Regions from separate parts of the Gossypium hirsutum genome. Here all the other regions are linked to region 1. Evidence: chromatin contacts called from public Hi-C data. All regions are on one chromosome and are shown on one strand. Each heading gives the region's core, a stretch centred on a gene start, on an enhancer-like site or on the middle of the called end of the contact. The rest is flanking DNA. Distances are from core to core; before and after follow the strand shown. Region 1 holds the start of LOC107887072 (WD repeat and HMG-box DNA-binding protein 1). Region 2 holds the start of LOC107887075 (rhamnogalacturonan I rhamnosyltransferase 1). Region 3 holds the start of LOC107887071.

Region 1 (3,818 bases), core at 683-3,182:
TTTTCAACTATATTTTGTCATGGAATATACATGTTCTGGGACAAGTTTGATTGGCTTATGAATGTACTATAATTCATTTGTTTTGGCTAGTTGGCATATTGCATAAAAAAGGTCAATTTGCATTTCACACGGACTAACACACGATCATGTGTCACACACTGGTAGGTGACACGGCTGTGTACTCATTGTAAATTAGGTAAAAATTGTTCTCAGCCAAATATAGGACCCAACCACATAGTCGTGTAACATTTGCTGAATTATTACATTTAGATCCATACGACACCAATGAGTTACACGATCTGAATATATGGCCGTGTAACTCTAGCCTTACATAGCTTCAGTTTGTTACACAACTTGGCGACATAGCCGTGTAACTCAAGCACACACGGCCATAGTTTGTCACACAACCGTGTGACCCTTATTTACTGAAATTTCCATACTTTTTTTGAAGTTTACAATGAAGTCCTTACGCGTTCTTGGGTTGGTTGAAGGGCTTTCGTAAGTCCATTTGAGACTTGGTTTAACTATGAATGCTATGAAACATGATTGAATGAAATGTTTACATATTATCTTTAAATTTTAAGCGTATGAATGTTATATGTTCTATTAGTTGTTGTGGCATCCTGTAGCTCAGGTTCAACAATCGAACCGAGTTAGGAGTGTTACATATTATATGTCATGTCAATAAATAATTTAAAAATTATACAATAATTCAAAATAAAAATAAATTCAAAATATAAAAATATAAAAAAGCATGAAGTACGCACATGGGTTGATATGCAGGCTGTCAGGTTTAAAATTTTAATGGTTTAGTCACTATTGTCATTAAACAACAACAATTTGACTCTTTTTAAGAAGTTGATGGTCAAATTGAACTCTTTGTAAAAAGTGGAGTGCTATATTTAACTTTAAGAAAAGGGGGTAACTTGACAAAAATTGTAAACTTCAAGAATTAGATTTATCATTATGCCTCTAAAAATTAGTTTACATTTTGGTAGCATCGTTTAATGCCCGAACCTAATCTATTCTCTAATGTGATATTACATTCCTTTTATTTGTATTTATATATATTACATAAAGATTAAATTTATTATGTTAATGTAAATATTAAAAAGTATGTTAAATTAATTATTTTTAAAATTTTAATAAAATAGAAAATATGTAAATTCATGAAAGGTTAAAAAATAAAAAAAGCATAATTCTTAATTTTTAGAGAAAAAGATAACATAAATTATTCTAAGCAAGTTTGAGTTACTCGTTAACAAATACTTTTGAATCAAATTAAACTTAATTCTCTTTATGTAAATATAAATTTGATTCGATTCGAAAAGGACACAAGTTAAGGATAAAGAGGGTGTTTGGTAAATAGAGTTTTGGACATTTTTTAGTTGATTTAGGCATAAATGAAGGATTAAGTAGTTAAACCCTTTAATTGTAGTGTTTGGTAAATAGATGATTATAAGAGCTTGTTGAGACTGATTGGGTATGCAATATGTAAAATGACATATCTAATTATGCTTGCTCAAAAATTACTCAATTTGCCACATGCTATCAAATCTAATAGGGGTGTCAAAATATTAGTAGTATTCATTCTCTCATTTTCACTTTCACCTCTAAAGTCTGAACTAAATGTAAAAAATATTCACAAATTAATTTTCATAATAGATATTTTAATTCCTTAATAATAATATCTTATTTTAATAATTTCACTTAAAAATACTAAAATATTATAAACAAATAAATATTTAATAATAAAATGTTACATGCTCTTATTTATAATTTTACACATCAATTTTCAATTATTAATTAAGTTTTATGAAATTCTTTTAAATAAACTATTAATAGAATTAAATAATCAAATCAACCACAACAACTAACAAACAGTCAATTGCCAACGGGATGAAAGATTCCGTGTTGGGACAAGGGTGTCATATTTGCTAGAATCCAATGCAAAGTGAGGTCGATGAGCCATGGAACCATACGACAGTCTGGCAGGCCGATGCCTGAACGGAAAGCAAATCGTTTCCTTTTAATTGAATTATTTCCCTCCAAGTTTCCTTTCCTACCCGCGAAACCCAAAATTCATGGCCTCATTTCCCGCCAAAAACCATACCCACTTGAGTTCACCGTAAACTAAAGCACCCACCTAAAGCAAGGCAAAAGACTTAAAACACACACCAAATATCTCTCCATTTCCAGCGCCGCCCCAAAGCCTACGCCATGAAAATCAAATCAGTGAAGCTAAGGGAAGCCCATGAGGTAAGTTCCAATGCTTCTTTCTGCTCCATCTTGTGGGATCTCCAAGCCCACCACTTGGTCACTGCGTCATCATCGCAACCCTCTATCTCTATTCACGATCCTCTTCTTCATTCGAGTCCGCCTCGGGTTCTTCGCCACCACCGAGATGGGGTCACTGCCTTGGCAGTTAGTCCCAATTCTACTTGTCTTGCTTCCGGATCTATTGATCATTCTGTTAAGCTCTATAAATTCCCAGGTAGTCTTTTTTTTTTTGTTTAATTTTGTGACGTTCAGCATTTTTTTGGTTCTCTCTCTCTCTCTCTCTCTCTCTTATCTGGGTATTTGTTAGAATTACGAAATATTCGATTTGATCTGTAAATTTTCGTTGATAACATGTGAGAAACTTGAAATACTGCAATTTAATGTAACGCTCTTTATTCTTTCCCGTTTCTACTTCTCTTGCTGCAGTTTAATGAAAACATGAAGAGCAAGGTCTAATGGTTCTTTTTTTTAGGTGGGGAATTTGAGACTAATATTACCAGGTTCACGCTGCCTATTCGTGCACTTTCTTTTAATAAGTCAGGGAGTATGCTGGCAGCTGCTGGTGATGATGAGGGCATTAAACTTATTAATACAATTGATGGCTCAATTGCTAGGGTTCTTAAAGGGCATAGAGGGCCTGTCACAGGTTTAGCTTTCGATCCTAATGGTGAATACTTGGCATCAATTGATTCAATTGGGACTGTCATATATTGGGAACTTCAATCCGGAAGAACATTATATACCCTCAATGGTGTAGCTCCTGATACTGGCTCGGATACTTCGGTTTTAAATGTACTTAGCTGGAGTCCTGATGGGGAGACTTTAGCAGTCCCGGGTATGAAAAATGACATAGTGATGTATGATAGAGATACGGCTGAAAAGTTGTTTACTTTGAGAGGCGATCACATGCAGCCAATATGTTTCATGTCGTGGTCACCTAATGGGAGATACATGGCCACTTCTAGCTTGGATAAGCAAGTTTTGATCTGGGATGTCAAGAGGAAGCAGGATATTGATAGGCAGAATTTTGATGAGAGAATATGTTGTATGGCATGGAAGCCAATTGGAAATGCTCTGGCTGTCATTGATGTCATGGGAAAGTATGGAGTGTGGGAATCAGTTGTTCCGTCCTCAATGAAGTCTCCTACTGAAGACATTCCGAATTCTCAGACACGGAACAGTAATGGCCTCCTGTTTTTCGATGAGGAGGATCAGGACCTCAGCATGTCAGGTAGTTTAAGTGATCTTGGTGAGGATAGCCATGGTGAGTCTGAGCCTCCTAGCAGAAAAAGATTGCGGAAGCAGTCTGTAATTGATGATGATCAGCATGAAGATGTTTATGATGAGTTAAACTTGGTTCGGAAAACTGAACCTCAGAGAAAAGTGCCTCGTGTTAACAAGGAAAATTCAGATAAAGACAAAGATGCGTTAAAAGCCATGATGGCTTTTAGACCAAAAATGCAGGAGGCTTTTCAGCCTGGTTCAACACCACCGCATCCTGGAAAAAGGCATTTCTTGTGCTACAATATGCTTGGAAG
Region 2 (3,818 bases), core at 536-3,035, 240 kb before region 1:
TTTTCCAAAAGTTGAAAATTTTAGCTTCTCCCTAGAAGTGTTTTTTTTTCCAAAAGCACTTTTGAAAAGCATTCCTAAACTAGGCCTAAAACACAACACATGGGTCTAGTTATTATTGCAATGAATTACCAATCCATTTGTTGTACAAAACAATTTTATATAAGGCTTAAATAAAATTAACACAAACAAATATGCCAACACAAAATCTTTACCTGCTATAAACTAGTTTGTTCTAATTGTTGTTAGAACATAAAATGAGATAGGGCAAGTCAAAGTTTCCAACACCACTTAGGGCTAGTTTAGTAATTCTTGTGAAAAGTACAATAGAAAAGTGCTTTTGAGAAGTATTTTTGAAAAGTTTGGTTTAAGATTTGAGTATTCAGCATTGCTGTCAAAAAATAATTTTGAGAAATAAAATGTTCATTTTAGACATGTTGTTATCAATAAACAAATATGCATTTAAATAATATTTAAATTAGTTAATATTATTATATTTAGTAAGAATATAAAAAAAAGTTATTATAACTTGTTGTTAATATTTTAATATATGAAATATAAATTTTAAATATTTTTAAGCAATAAATTTAATTATTTATAAAATTTAATTAGAATATATAAACTATATTTTAAATATTTAAATATAACCATTAAATATTTGTAATTAGATATTAACACATTTGTATTATTTTAGATTTGTTATATTTAATTAATGATTTTAACACATTTGTAATTAAGTATCAAAGAAAAAAAGAAGAAAGGAAAGTACTATGTTATTGGAGGGGTGAAAAAGTAATTAAGTTCCAAAAATACTTTTGGGAGTGCTTTTCAAAAGTATTTTTGAAAAGTAAAAAATTTCAGTCAAAAGCAGTTTGTTTAGCATAATTTTTCTTCTAAAAGTATTTTTGGAGTCAAAAATATTTTTTGAAGCACTACTAAACAAGCTTTTAATATTGATCTTGATGATTTAAAAATAAAATCTAATAAAAAATATTATTTCAAATATTTTATTTTAATAATTAACAAATAAAATATTAAAAAAATAACATAAACTTTTAATTAATGAAATAAAGAATTAAAAAATATAAAAATATACCCAAAAAAAACTTTTACAAATACCTATTTTTATTAATAGATAATAGTATCATTGATGAGAGTTTAAAATTATGTGTGGATGTATCTAAATAAAAATAAAATGTAAGAAAAGACAGTCATATGTTTTATACATGATTACACTCTCATTGGTAATATTATCTTTACTAAATAAATAATAGTTGGTGTTTGATTATTTTGAAAAGGATAATTCGAGTTTTTATTAATTGAAATATTAATACATAGCGTCAAAATAATTACTTTTCTTTTCTGTTAATTACAAACAAAATTTCTTATTATTTTGTTTCATGGAAAAAGAATTAAATGCTGAAAATATTAATTAAATGAATTACTTTTTTTAAAGAAATCTTTGAACAAATTAAGGATAATTGTCGCGGTATATTCGCACCTACAGAAATTCTCGCGATATATTGTCGGCGTATCGGCAGCTGAATTAATGCCCATTACAAATCTAACGGCGACGGATGAACTCCCATTCCTGGGACGTGGACACCTGTAGTTTTATAAAACCCAGTTGAAAGCAGCCACGTAGGGTAAATGTTGGGCCCATTCAGACATAAACTGAGGTGGCAGGTATTTATTGGTAAAAAAGGAGTTAACCATGGACTGTGGTCGACAGCTAACACTAGTCAACAAATCCTTTTAGATTCAAGAAAACTATGGTTAAAAAAGTGTACCCAAGCCCAACGGTGTACGGCTCACATCCCGTTTTTTCTCTCTCTCGATCGCATTGTAGTCTGCAGTATATTCTCATTTCTAATTTTTTTCTTCCTTCTCTATTCAGATTTCTCTATATTTTCTCGATTCGCTTATACTTGAAGACAGGCAGGAGTTTCAACGGCCATTCCACGACAATTTTCGACGGAAAAGTGATTAGATCGCCGAGGAAGAGAAGGATTTTTTTGTTTTTTGTTTCGGGAAAATACTGTTTAATATTCGATTGGAATTGGTTGAGTTGTTAAGAGTTTCATTTGGCAAGAGGAGGAAAAAAATTGGATCTCTTTGATTGATTTTGAATTATTTTGTTGTTGTTGATGTTGTTTTGGAAGTTAACGGATCTCGAAATTTGTCGGAAAATAGAAAGAAAAGAAAGGAAAAGGTTTTTGTTAAATTAGATGCAGATTTTCTGAAAATCGACCTACATTGATTGAATTTGACAGGAAGAAGACGGTGGCGTATCGGGGGGGAGATGAGGAGGGTGGAAATCGGGGTTATTGCTGGAAATGTGCAGTATTGAAGGGAAGGGGAAAGGGAAAATGAGAGGGATAAGAATGGGGGCAACGAAAGGGGGAGGAGGCGGCGGAGGGGAGAGAGTTGAGAAGTTGAAGAGCTCGAGAACGAAGCTGTGGATGATACGCGCCACCACATCGGTGATGCTTTGGACTTGCATCGTACAATTAACGGCCTTGGGGGATACTTGGGGTCCGCATCTCCTTAAAGGTTGGCCTTCCTGTTTTTCTCACCAGGATTCTTCCGTTTCCGTTGTTGAAGATAAGGTTCCCTCCGTTCCTGCCCGTGTTCTTCCTCCCAAAAGTAAGATTTTCCACCTTTTTTTTACTCAAATTTCTGCTGATTTTGATGTAGTTATTCTTTATTAGGCCTTTTTTGGGGTTAAATCGGAGAAAAATTTTGAGCTTGTCTTTAATGGAAAAGAAGGAATGGGTTTATCCTTTTTATCCTTATCTGCATTCCTATTTGAGGAGAAGAAAATCAATGTACACAATGATAGATTTCTTGGAGATTTCTATGCGCTTTCATTGAAGCTTTCCTTTTATATAGTCATACGGATTGAACTTGTATCAATTTACTGGTTCCAATGTTCGTATCTTATGTCTTCGTTTTGTGGAATTCTATCCTTTTCTTGTTGTGGCATATGTTTGTTTGAAATTTGAGATCGTTTATCTCTTGAAAATTTCAAATTTGTACTTTTATTTTAATATATTGTTACTTTTGCTTCCATTTTTTTTCCATTTCAGTTTTAGGGATCGGTGGCGACTTGCTTTATGTGTTCTGGTTAGGAATTTTGAACTCTAAATTGATATATGATGTTTTGTTGTTACTTTAGGGGTATATAAGAACAATGGTTACTTGATGGTTTCTTGCAATGGAGGTCTCAATCAAATGCGAGCAGCAGTGAGTGCTTTAGCAAAGAACTCTAAACGCATTTCTTGTTCCATTCCTTTTCTTTCTTTTTTCTTTCTTTTCAACATTTTTCTAGATTGTGTATGCTCATGGGTTGTTTTTACTTCAAATCTATATGGAAACTGATGCTGTATTCTTTTCTTTTCTTTCTTTTTTTTTTGGGGGGGGGTGGGGGTGTTGCTTAACAGATTTGTGACATGGTTACCATTGCAAGATATTTGAATGTCACACTTATAGTCCCGGAGCTGGATAAAACATCTTTCTGGTCAGATCCCAGGTGTGTTAAATAAGCTTTGCTCATATGATTGAAGCCATTAGATATTGTGCATGTATGGATTTGGAAAGGATGTTTAAAATATATTACTGGTAGTTTTCAACTGAGTTTATTTTTCTCACTTATCTCTAAATATGCATTTACCTTTTATGGCAGTGAATTTCAAGATATATTTGACGTGGATCATTTCATTATGTCATTGAGAGATGAGGTCCGTATATTGAAGGAGTTGCCTCCTAGGCTTAAGAGGAGAGTAGAAATGGGGATAGTGTATTCTATGCCACCAATTAGT
Region 3 (3,818 bases), core at 772-3,271, 130 kb after region 1:
CAGTGTCGTTTTGGCATGTTTCCTTAAACCCCAAAACGGTGTCGTTTTGGGTCGAAACCGATCCAACCTAACCCAATAGGATCTGCGTGTTTTTTTAAAGGAGGGTCTAATTGCGCCTTTAGACCTTCGATTTTTTTAATTATTTTTCAATCATTTTTTTAAAAATTTCTACCTTATGATTTTGATTTTGTTTCAATTTGGTCCCTTAAGGAACGACGTGTTTTGGGACAGGGAATATTTTTGCATTTGGTCCCTCTTTTATTTCGTGTGTTACGATTTAGTGCCTTATTTTTATTTTTATCCCAATTTCCCCCCTAAAATTCTACTTAAGTTTCTATTTAGTCCTTATATTTATGCACTTATTTTATTACAATTTAGACTCTTAATTTCATTTCAATGTCGATTTAATCATTATTTATTTAATTTCGGCCCTGTCTAAATTTTTTATGTATTATTTTTTATTTTATTTATTTATTTACTTATTATTTCCTCTGTTTATATTTAAAATTGATTTGTTTTTGTATTTATTGTGCGTTTTTTATTTTATTTTCTTCATTTTTTTCTTTTGGCTTTATTATCATTATTATTTGTTTATTTATTACTTTTTTATACTTTCAAAAATTAGATTATTTACGTTTTTTTACTTGCACATTTATTGTTCATGTTATTGTTATTATTATTACTATTATTATTATTATTATCATTATACTTTTATATTTTATTATGCGTATGATTATCATGCCATTATTACTACAAATTGATGTTGCATTGTCATTTACTAGCACGACACTTTTATTTCAGTATACCATCATTTTATTTTTTTATACTTCCATTTAATTTTATTATGGCTACAATCATGTCACGAACCATGTTCAAATATATTTACCCATTTATATACTATGCCTGCATAAGCTAAATATACATTATTTTAAGTATTAAATTCGTCTTTGCACAAGGCACAAAAAAGAATTTTTAAAAATCGAGGTAATATTCATTATTTTGGAATTAGAAAAGTCGTGTTCTTAACTTACGGAATATGACTTCTTTCTAAAACCAAGATAGCCGAACATTTACTCTAAAATAAATAAAAATAAACAAGATTTAAGTGATGATCAAATGGCGTTCATTCTTATTCTCGAGGATCTAAGGCATTGTGTCCTAACTTACGGGACATGATCCTTTCTTCTCGATTAACTTGAAATAAGCCCCTTTTTGTAAAAATTAATTTAGTTAAGTAATGTATCAAAAAGGGATCGTGTTTTAAATTATTTTCAAAATTTCAATTCTCGACAATAAGAGATCAATTAGTCAACTAGGTACCAATTTTGGGTGTTACGAGGGTGTTAATTCTTCCTTATGCATAACTGACTCCTCCTGGATTTTGTAGACCAAAAATCATAGTTTTAGTAAATCTAAACTTTTATTAAAATAATCATATTTCTAGGTGACCTGATCACATCTTATAAAAAAGATTGATGGCGACTCCATTTTCGTTTTCTTCAAATAAAAGACAATTTCAAAAACAAAAGGTCTCGACAGTACAAAAAGGGTTGGGAGGAAATAAAATTAAATGAAAGGGTTTAAATTAAGGGAAAAAGAGATGAAGTTAGAAATTTATTGATAATTACCGTGGAGGAGGGAAGAAGCATGGGAAAAAAAGAAAAGAAAAGAAATTCAAAGGTGGGAAAGAAGAGAGGATGGTGAGGGTAAAATTAAAATGTTGGTTAATTTGTTACTTCAACCGTTCCCTGAATCACCATTCGATGGGAAGAGTATCGAATGGTATTCTAGATTTTCACATTGAATAAAGTCATATGGAATAGAATTATAATAATTTATTACAACCAACCAAATAATAATTTGAGATAGACCCCCTGAATTAGGCTGTAATACATTGCTATTCCTTCCAACCAAACATAGTGTTGTAGTCTTCTTCATTTCCTTTCCCATAATCTTTTTTAAAAAAAAAGGGAAAACTATTTAAAGCCGTGTTTTAGAAATAAATTCGTGGCATTTGATCCGTAACAGCGGACTTAATGAAAAGTTTGTGTAAAAAGCATAGATTATAGGACAATAATGTAATTTCCTTACCTAGAACAATTCCCGTTTAGCGTTACCTCTCTCGCCATTAGAATGATGCCGAAAACGTAAGATATTAAGTTCAATCCTTTTGTTTAATTTTATTTTTCTGGTTCTCTTCACTTACAAAATAAAAAATAAAAAAAATCATGGCGTCGGTGACTTTCCTTCACCTTCACGACCCAGAAGACGAACTCGTTCGGGACAACCATCATCACCACCAGCACGAACAAACCCTCACCCTCGATTCCCTCCCTTATTGGTCTCGTGATTTCCACTTCTTCTCTTCCCCCGACGCCGATCTCCCTCGCCCAGACGACGACGTTTCGCTCCCCGATTCCCTCATTGTCAACGGCCCCGATCTCTTCGACCGCCGCGAGAACCAAGTCAACTTCGTCATCGATCTCTTCCACCAACGCGTCGAACAATCTCAGGTTAGTTCCGGTACTACCCCCAATAACAATTCCAATTCTGGTAACGGAAATGGTAATAATACTAGCAATAATGATGCGGCTGATTTGGTTTCCGATGCTTTGAGCGAATCCGGTTTCGGTGTTATTGAGGGAAATCATGAGCTGGATTTAGGGTTGGCGTTAGGGTTTGATTCCATGGATACTCATTCGAGTGATGTTGAGATTGATATTGGTGGCGGTGAATATGAGGACGACCATTTCTTTGTGGAAAGGAGGGTTTCAGGGTTGAGTGCTAGTGAGGCCGCTTCTAATTTTAGTGGCGTTGAGAGGTTTGGGGATAGCATGCGGATTGTTGGGTTTAGATCAGATTCGGAGGATGATGATGAGAATGAGAATGATAACCGGACGCTCGCAATTGATTTGAATTCTGGGGATGATTATGGTATTGATGATCATGTTAACGATTGTTATGATGTTGGTGCTGATGATGATGTGAGTGTTAGTATTCCACTTTTCTGGGATTCGCTTCAGTTGGAGGATCGTCGGGAGACCATTGAAGATTTTGAGTGGGAGGAAGTGGATGGTAGGGTTGATGAGAGGGATGTTTTAAGCGTGTTTGTTGATGGTGATGATGATGTGAATTCGGTTTCACTTTCCATTTCCCCTATGATAGCACCTGAAGATGCGGTTAGTTTCGAGAGGGCAGCTGGGTTGGAGACTTTGGAGTGGGAGGTTCTGTTGAATGCTAATAATTTGGAAACAACCCCCGAAATGGGTGAGAACACTGACCCATTTTTTGCTGATCGTGATGACTATATTGATACTGCTGAATATGAGATGCTTTTCGGACAGTTTGCTGAGAATGAGAATGCATTTATCGGGAAGCCTCCAGCTTCAAAATCTGTAGTTGAGAATCTTCCTTGTGTGGTCGTAACTCAGGAGGATGTTGTGAATAACAATGCGCTTTGTGCGGTTTGTAAGGATGAGGTTAACCTTGGTGAAAAGATGAAGCAGCTGCCATGTGCTCATCGCTATCATGGAGATTGTATTATACCTTGGCTGGGAATAAGGAATACCTGTCCTGTTTGTCGTCATGAGTTGCCAACAGATGATGCTGACTATGAAAGGAGAAGGTCCACAAGAGCTGGACGTGCACTTTAAGGGTAATGTATGGTCTGGTGTGATTTTGAAGCTTTGTTTAGCATTAGGTTGTTAAGAATGTAGATATTGTTTTTGGGAAGTGTCAATATGGATTTTTAGGATCTTGTCATTCTTCACAAGCCTCATAAGTATTCTATATGTTCTTTTAATCCTTTTTGTGGTATA

The links. A called contact is a pair of places that touch in the nucleus more often than the background predicts.
Region 2: a contact with region 1 is called in a Hi-C map of leaf, with 1.7 times the contacts expected there. The contact joins the promoter of LOC107887075 here to the promoter of LOC107887072 in region 1. A contact is called at or near these places in 6 of 34 Hi-C or Micro-C datasets (anther, hypocotyl, leaf and 1 more).
Region 3: a contact with region 1 is called in a Hi-C map of hypocotyl, with 2.2 times the contacts expected there. The contact joins the promoter of LOC107887071 here to the promoter of LOC107887072 in region 1. A contact is called at or near these places in 4 of 34 Hi-C or Micro-C datasets (anther, hypocotyl, leaf and 1 more).

What each region holds. Positions count from the first base shown.
Region 1 is chrA03:20,608,532-20,612,349 of Gossypium_hirsutum_v2.1, forward strand. It overlaps LOC107887072 (WD repeat and HMG-box DNA-binding protein 1), which reads left to right and starts at 1,933. Exons shown (of 12, transcript XM_016811201.2): 1 at 1,933-2,494; 2 at 2,753-3,818. The coding sequence starts at 2,221.
Region 2 is chrA03:20,368,735-20,372,552 of Gossypium_hirsutum_v2.1, forward strand. LOC107887075 (rhamnogalacturonan I rhamnosyltransferase 1) reads left to right here and starts at 1,786. Exons shown (of 8, transcript XM_016811205.2): 1 at 1,786-2,643; 2 at 3,176-3,243; 3 at 3,441-3,529; 4 at 3,683-3,818. The coding sequence starts at 2,334.
Region 3 is chrA03:20,736,889-20,740,706 of Gossypium_hirsutum_v2.1, forward strand. LOC107887071 reads left to right here and starts at 2,022. Exons shown (of 1, transcript XM_016811200.2): 1 at 2,022-3,818. The coding sequence starts at 2,229. The coding sequence ends at 3,653.